2 separate regions of the Pan troglodytes genome follow, and region 2 is linked to region 1. Evidence: chromatin contacts called from public HiChIP or PLAC-seq data. All regions are on one chromosome and are shown on one strand. Each heading gives the region's core, a stretch centred on a gene start, on an enhancer-like site or on the middle of the called end of the contact. The rest is flanking DNA. Distances are from core to core; before and after follow the strand shown. Region 1 holds the start of PLXNC1 (plexin C1). Region 2 holds the start of CEP83 (centrosomal protein 83).

Region 1 (2,700 bases), core at 93-2,592:
TCTCCAGCGGCCGCGCTGAACACTCCCGCCCAGACGTCCAGGGCCTCCACTAGGCTGGAGGAGAGGAGCAGGCGGCGGCCGTCGGGGTGGCCGTGGCCGCAGTCCAGGGATGCCTGGCCCTGGAACAGCACCTCGGTGCTCTGCGCGATACGCGCCATGCTGGGCCAGCCGGTGGCAGCGCCGCTCGTGTAGTTGTAGGGGTAGTAGGGGAAGTAGATGCTGCCGTTCCAGAGAAAGGCGTCCACGAAGTGCAGGCTGCCCGCGCCCTCGCACAGCTTGAGGCGGCCCAGCTCCTGCGTGGCCAGGCTGCGCCCCTCCGTGTCCTTGAGCGCGATGGCCGTGTCGTGGTCGGATGCCGCGGGGTTGCAGCGGCTCGCCGTCTCCGGCTCAGGCAGCACGTAGGTGGCGGCCACCGCCAGGTACCAGCGGTTGTTCCGGCCCGCGCGGTACACCACGCCGGCCGTCGAGCCCTGCGGGTGGCACGACACCACCTCGGTGCCGTTGCGCAGGGAGCTGCGGCTCAGGTTGCCCAGGGGCCGCACCTCGCAGGCGCCCCGGTCGAAGGTCCAGCCGGTGAGCAGCAGCCCCCCGAGGCCGGCCGCCCCCTCGCGGTAGGGCAGCAGCAGCTTGCTGAAGCTGCTCCCGGGCCGGGGCCGCGCGGGGGGCGCCAGCGAGACCGGCTCTGTGCAGTTGCCCGCTTGGTCCCGGTACAGGCGCGAGAGGCTGTGCTCCAGGCTGTAGTCCAGCTGGTCCAGGCAGCTGCCGCTCGCCACAAACACGCCGTCCTCCTGGCTCGCCGCGATGGCTCCGATGGCTTGCTCCGACCGCCACACGGGCTCGTCCGCGCCCCGGCCGGGAGCCGCCAGTGCCAGCAGATAGGCGAGCAGGGGCAGTGGCGCTGCGGGGCGCGGGGGGCGCGGCGGCGCCTTCCTCCGGGAGACCTCCATGGGGCTGGGGGGGCCGCCCCCGGGCAGGGCGCGCGGCGGCGACGGCGGCTCAGGCGCGCGGCAACGGAGACGCGGGCGGCGGCGGCGGCGGTTCCTGCGCGCGCTCGGGCTCCCGCGGCCGCCCCATCCCCGCAGCTCGCCCGGGAAGGAGAGCGGGGAGGGCGGCGCGCGGCAGGCTCGCTCCGGCAGCCTGTGCAGCGGCGGCGGCGGCAGCAAGCCCTGCGCGCTCCGGCACCGTTTCCTCCTCGCCCTCCTTCGCCGGAGAGTTCCTGTGTGCAGCGCTGGCGCTCGCGGGGAGGCGCGGAGGGGAAGGGAGGGGACGGGCGGAGAGGAGCGAGGCGGGCGGGGAGGGCTGGAGAGGTTGGGTGCGCTTGTGCGTTTCACTTTCCCATTGTGAAAGTGGGATGCAACTGGCCCCCTTCCTCATCCTCTCTTCCTCCTCCGCCCTCCGCCTCCTGCCCGCCCGCCCGCCCTCCCTCCACGCCCATCTCCCCTCCCCTCTTGATTCGGTGAGATAGGGAGGAGGGAGGTCTCGTAATTTGGGTTACTGTGTAGGTGGCCTCTTTCATCTATTCATAACAAAGCTCAGCCGCCCGCCGCGGCCGCCACCATCGCCCCCTTGGCTCGCCTGGGGCTCCCGGGGCGCGCTAACGGCGCACGGAGCGGGCTCCCGCGCCCGTCCGCCCGCGGTGCTGCTCCAACGCCCGGTTTTGTTTACGACAGCAGCCGGGTCGGGGATACGCCAGGCGCGCGGAGCGAGGATCCAGGGTGCGAAGGGGTTGCAGCTGAGGCCCCGGGCTCGGGCCACAGGGCTGCTGCGAGAGCGGCTGACAGGTGTGGAGCGGCGAGAGGGAGGCCCCGGGGAGGCGCGCGGGAGACGTGGCCAAGCCGGAGACTCCGGGGACCAAGGCGCCCCTGTGACAGGGTGTGGGTTTCCCCGGGTCGGATGAGTGAGGTGGCAGAAAGGCAGGCGCCACACTCTCGTTCTGGACAATCCCCGGGGCCGGAGCGCCCATATTTGCAAAGGTTCTCTAATCTCCCTTGGCAACAGAGTCCCAGGCTCTCAAGCCTAGCACTTTGAAAGTTCTGCTCACCATCTAACCTAATGAGCGGGGCTAACATTTACTGAGCACTTACTACGTGCCGGGTGCGCTTGTGAACTCACCACATGGGTTAAGACTCATAATTCTCATAACAGCCCTATTAATTAGTGACTGTTATTGTCATCCCTACTTAGTAGTCCAGGAGAATGGTTATAGAAAGGTTGTGGAACGTGCTGGCATTCTACTGCTGGTAGATATCAGAGCCGAGATTCGAATCCATATCTAGTCCCAGGGCCTCTTACATACCTGGCTCTAGTTAAGTGCCACCTGTGGCCATTGCCATAATTCCCCAGAGATCATTCTCTGTAGTGAGACTGAAAAGTTCCTCAAGTTAAATGCACCAACCAGCCCCCGCCCTGCTTTCTACTATTAGACCCAAGTCCCCGTATTTCCCTCGAGGCTCTCCATCTGTCTCATCATTACCCACTTTTATCCTTTGGACCCCCTGAGGTCTCACCACCTCACCCAGAGGGTGAATAACAGCTGGGTTGCCCCCACAGCCGCCAAGAATTTCTGAAGCACAGGGAATCATTGCCCACTGGGGAATAGGTTCATGATTTCTCGGAATGGGGCTTCCCAGAGGATGCACAAATGCCTCCCAGCTTCCCGGGGCAGCTGCGGGCGCCATCAGCACCCTTACAGTCTGGCAG
Region 2 (2,740 bases), core at 162-2,661, 310 kb before region 1:
TTTTCTTGGCTTTTTGTATTTTTAATAGATGGGATTTCACCATGTTGGCCAGGGTCGTCTCGAACTCCTGACCTCAGGTGATCCACCTGCCTTGGCCTCCCAGCGTGCTGGGATTACAGGCGTGAGCCACCGCCATTTCCCGAATGATCTTTTTCCTACTGACCAATAATTTGTCATGTATAGTTTACTGGCTACCACAGAGATTTCTGGAGTTGTCTGGCTCCAGCGTTTAAAAGTAATGGTTTTGGGCAACTCTGTAAAATGGAGATAACAATTGCACCTACCTTACAGAAATGTTAGAGTTAAATAAGATAACCTGAAAAAGTACTCCAGTACTTGCCACACAAATGCTCAGCAAATGTGAGCCACTGTTATTATACTAAACACTCACACATACACGAGAATTTCTGGATTCTCTATTCTATCTCCCATGTCTCATCTATGTAATCCATCCAGCAACATTCCATTACCAACTCGCTGTCCTTTTTTTCCCTCCTCTTAAGAGACACGGTCCTTTCTAATGGCCCGTTTTCCCTCATTTCAACAACAACAAAATCACCTCTCAGTTGCCTAATAATAACTACAGCCTGAAAATCATAATCTTGGGGGTAAAAATAAGCTGTACTTCACAAAGCAGTGAGAATCAAAGCCCAACCAAGGCACTGAACAAACGCTGGGGATGGGAAGGTGTCTGTTTCTTCCAACACGTATTTTGAAAGGCTGACCGCCTACTTTGTTTCAGCCTTTGGATGATCATGGAAGTTCTCAAAAGCTAGCAACTCCTCTTCCAACTATTGTTTACAGCCTTAAGACAAGTAGTTCCCCATGTGACCCCAGGTGGGCCCTGAACTTGGGATAACCAGGACAGGAGACTTGGAGCAGGAGGTGCGGGGGCGAGGAGGGCTCTCTCCCGGGCGATTGGTCCTAACCCGAGGTTCCCTCGTGGCAAGCTGAGCCGACTCCCCACTCGTGGGCTGATGCCCGAGGCAGACGCGACAGGCAGGCGGCTTCGGGAGCGCATATCTGCACCCATGGGGACGATGGCAGGCTGGCGAAGGGAGAGAGGTGGCGGCAGGACTACCATTTGAGGCTCTCAAATGGTGTGGGGAAGAGGGAAGGAGAGGCGCGAAAAGGAGGAAAACCCCTGGAGACGCTGTGTCGGGCGGAGGCTAGGGAGACCGGCTTCGCGCTCCAACGACGCGCATCACTCAGACTCCAAGGCAAGTGCCCGAGGCTAGATTTTCCGTCCCCTGGGGCTCTGGGGATCTCTGAGTCCATCCCAGGGCCCTCCAGGAACGCCTTCGGGAGCGCAGCCCGGCCCCGCCGCTGCCGCTGTGTCACCCGTGGCCGCTCCCGCCTCGGTTCGTTTGTCTCCTCCCTCTAACGGCTCCGGCAGCAACCGGCGTCGGTGGCGTGGGTGACGTCGGCGTGGGGGGTGGGACTTCCTGCTTCGCGCGCCGCTGGGCCAAGGGACAGAGCCCGCTCCTCCAGGCTGGTGGGGCGGTGCGATGAGGCGGCTTCTGGGCCATACGTCAGCACGTGGGGTGGCGCCGCACCCCTGAGGATCCCGGTCCACGCGGAGGAGTGGGGCTTTTCACCGCCGCCGCCGCCGCCGCCGCCCTCGGACCTCTCCCGGGATACTTCACATTTCCCTAGGGACGGGAGCTCGAGGGGTTCGTTCGGCCCTCTTCCTCTCGCTGGGCCGACACCCCGCTGTAGGACCGTAACCCTTAGTCCCAATGCCTCCGTAAGCGGAGTTGAGTGGGTGCCTGTGGTTGGAGCTGTGGAGGTGTCCCCGGTGGCGAGCGCGGCCAGAACTGCGGTCACTTAAGTTTTCCGTGAGCGGGTTGCAAGGAGCGTGCGTGCGTCTGGTATGTAACCTCTCTTTCTGGGGACGGTGTCTTGTTTGTATTTTGGAATACTCATTTTGTCCCTCCACAAACTGCCCTTGAATCCTTTTTTTATTTTCCTGGTAAAGTAGTGGAAGCTCGTGCTAGAAAAGTAGGCAGAGAGACGCACGTGAAACTCTTCATGGAGCTTTTGGAGGCACTCTGGCTTGGTGGTTGTGTAGCCAGTTTGGTAATTGGCCAAACGTTTAAGTACCTCCAGCTTAATTTACGATGAAAAAGCTATGCTACCATTTTCCTTGGCTTTGAAGACAATTTGAATGAACAGTGATGTCGACTGTCATTACTGAGATAAACACCTAAAATATGTTAGCATATGCTGGGTTTAAATACTTTGGTTAATCCTCAGTGTCCAACTTTTGACCATAATCAATGGGCATTTTGCTCTTAAGAATATCCACTGCTAAGTATTTGTAAAGCCTTTAGTTAGCTGAAATGAGGAAGCTCTTTCAAATCTTACAGATCTCTAGGATAAGGAAAGACTTGTCTGAATTTCGTGTATATGATATATACTTCATAATCTGTTCAGACTTTAAGCAGCTCTAAAACAGAGTAGGTTGTTAAAGCAGTGCTTCTGTTACCAAGCAACATGTCTGTAAACAAGTCTGACATTTAACTAAAACACAATTAAAGGTATCTATCCTACAGTTACCTGGATTCAGAATTCTCCATATTTATGAATTTAGCCTGTAAGTGGTTAGAATTAATACTCACCTTTTGTATTGAGGTTTGATTTCAAACTTAGTTTGTTCAGAATTGTTAGAATGCTTTATTTATTTATTTATGACTGAGTCTCACTCTGTCGCCCAGGGTGGAGTGCAGTAGCGCGATCT

Evidence for each region. HiChIP or PLAC-seq counts read pairs in DNA pulled down with a chosen protein or histone mark.
Region 2: a contact with region 1 is called in an H3K4me3 HiChIP or PLAC-seq map of stem cell-derived excitatory neurons, with 4 times the contacts expected there. The contact joins the promoter of CEP83 here to the promoter of PLXNC1 in region 1. A contact is called at or near these places in 1 of 7 Hi-C or Micro-C datasets (stem cell-derived neural progenitor cells) and 1 of 1 datasets of contacts at active chromatin or transcription factors (stem cell-derived excitatory neurons).

Annotation. Positions count from the first base shown.
Region 1 is chr10:100,983,264-100,985,963 of NHGRI_mPanTro3-v2.0_pri, reverse strand. PLXNC1 (plexin C1) reads right to left here and starts at 1,342. Exons shown (of 31, transcript XM_509270.8): 1 at 1-1,342. The coding sequence starts at 947.
Region 2 is chr10:101,294,328-101,297,067 of NHGRI_mPanTro3-v2.0_pri, reverse strand. CEP83 (centrosomal protein 83) reads left to right here and starts at 1,411. Exons shown (of 17, transcript XM_054664609.2): 1 at 1,411-1,871.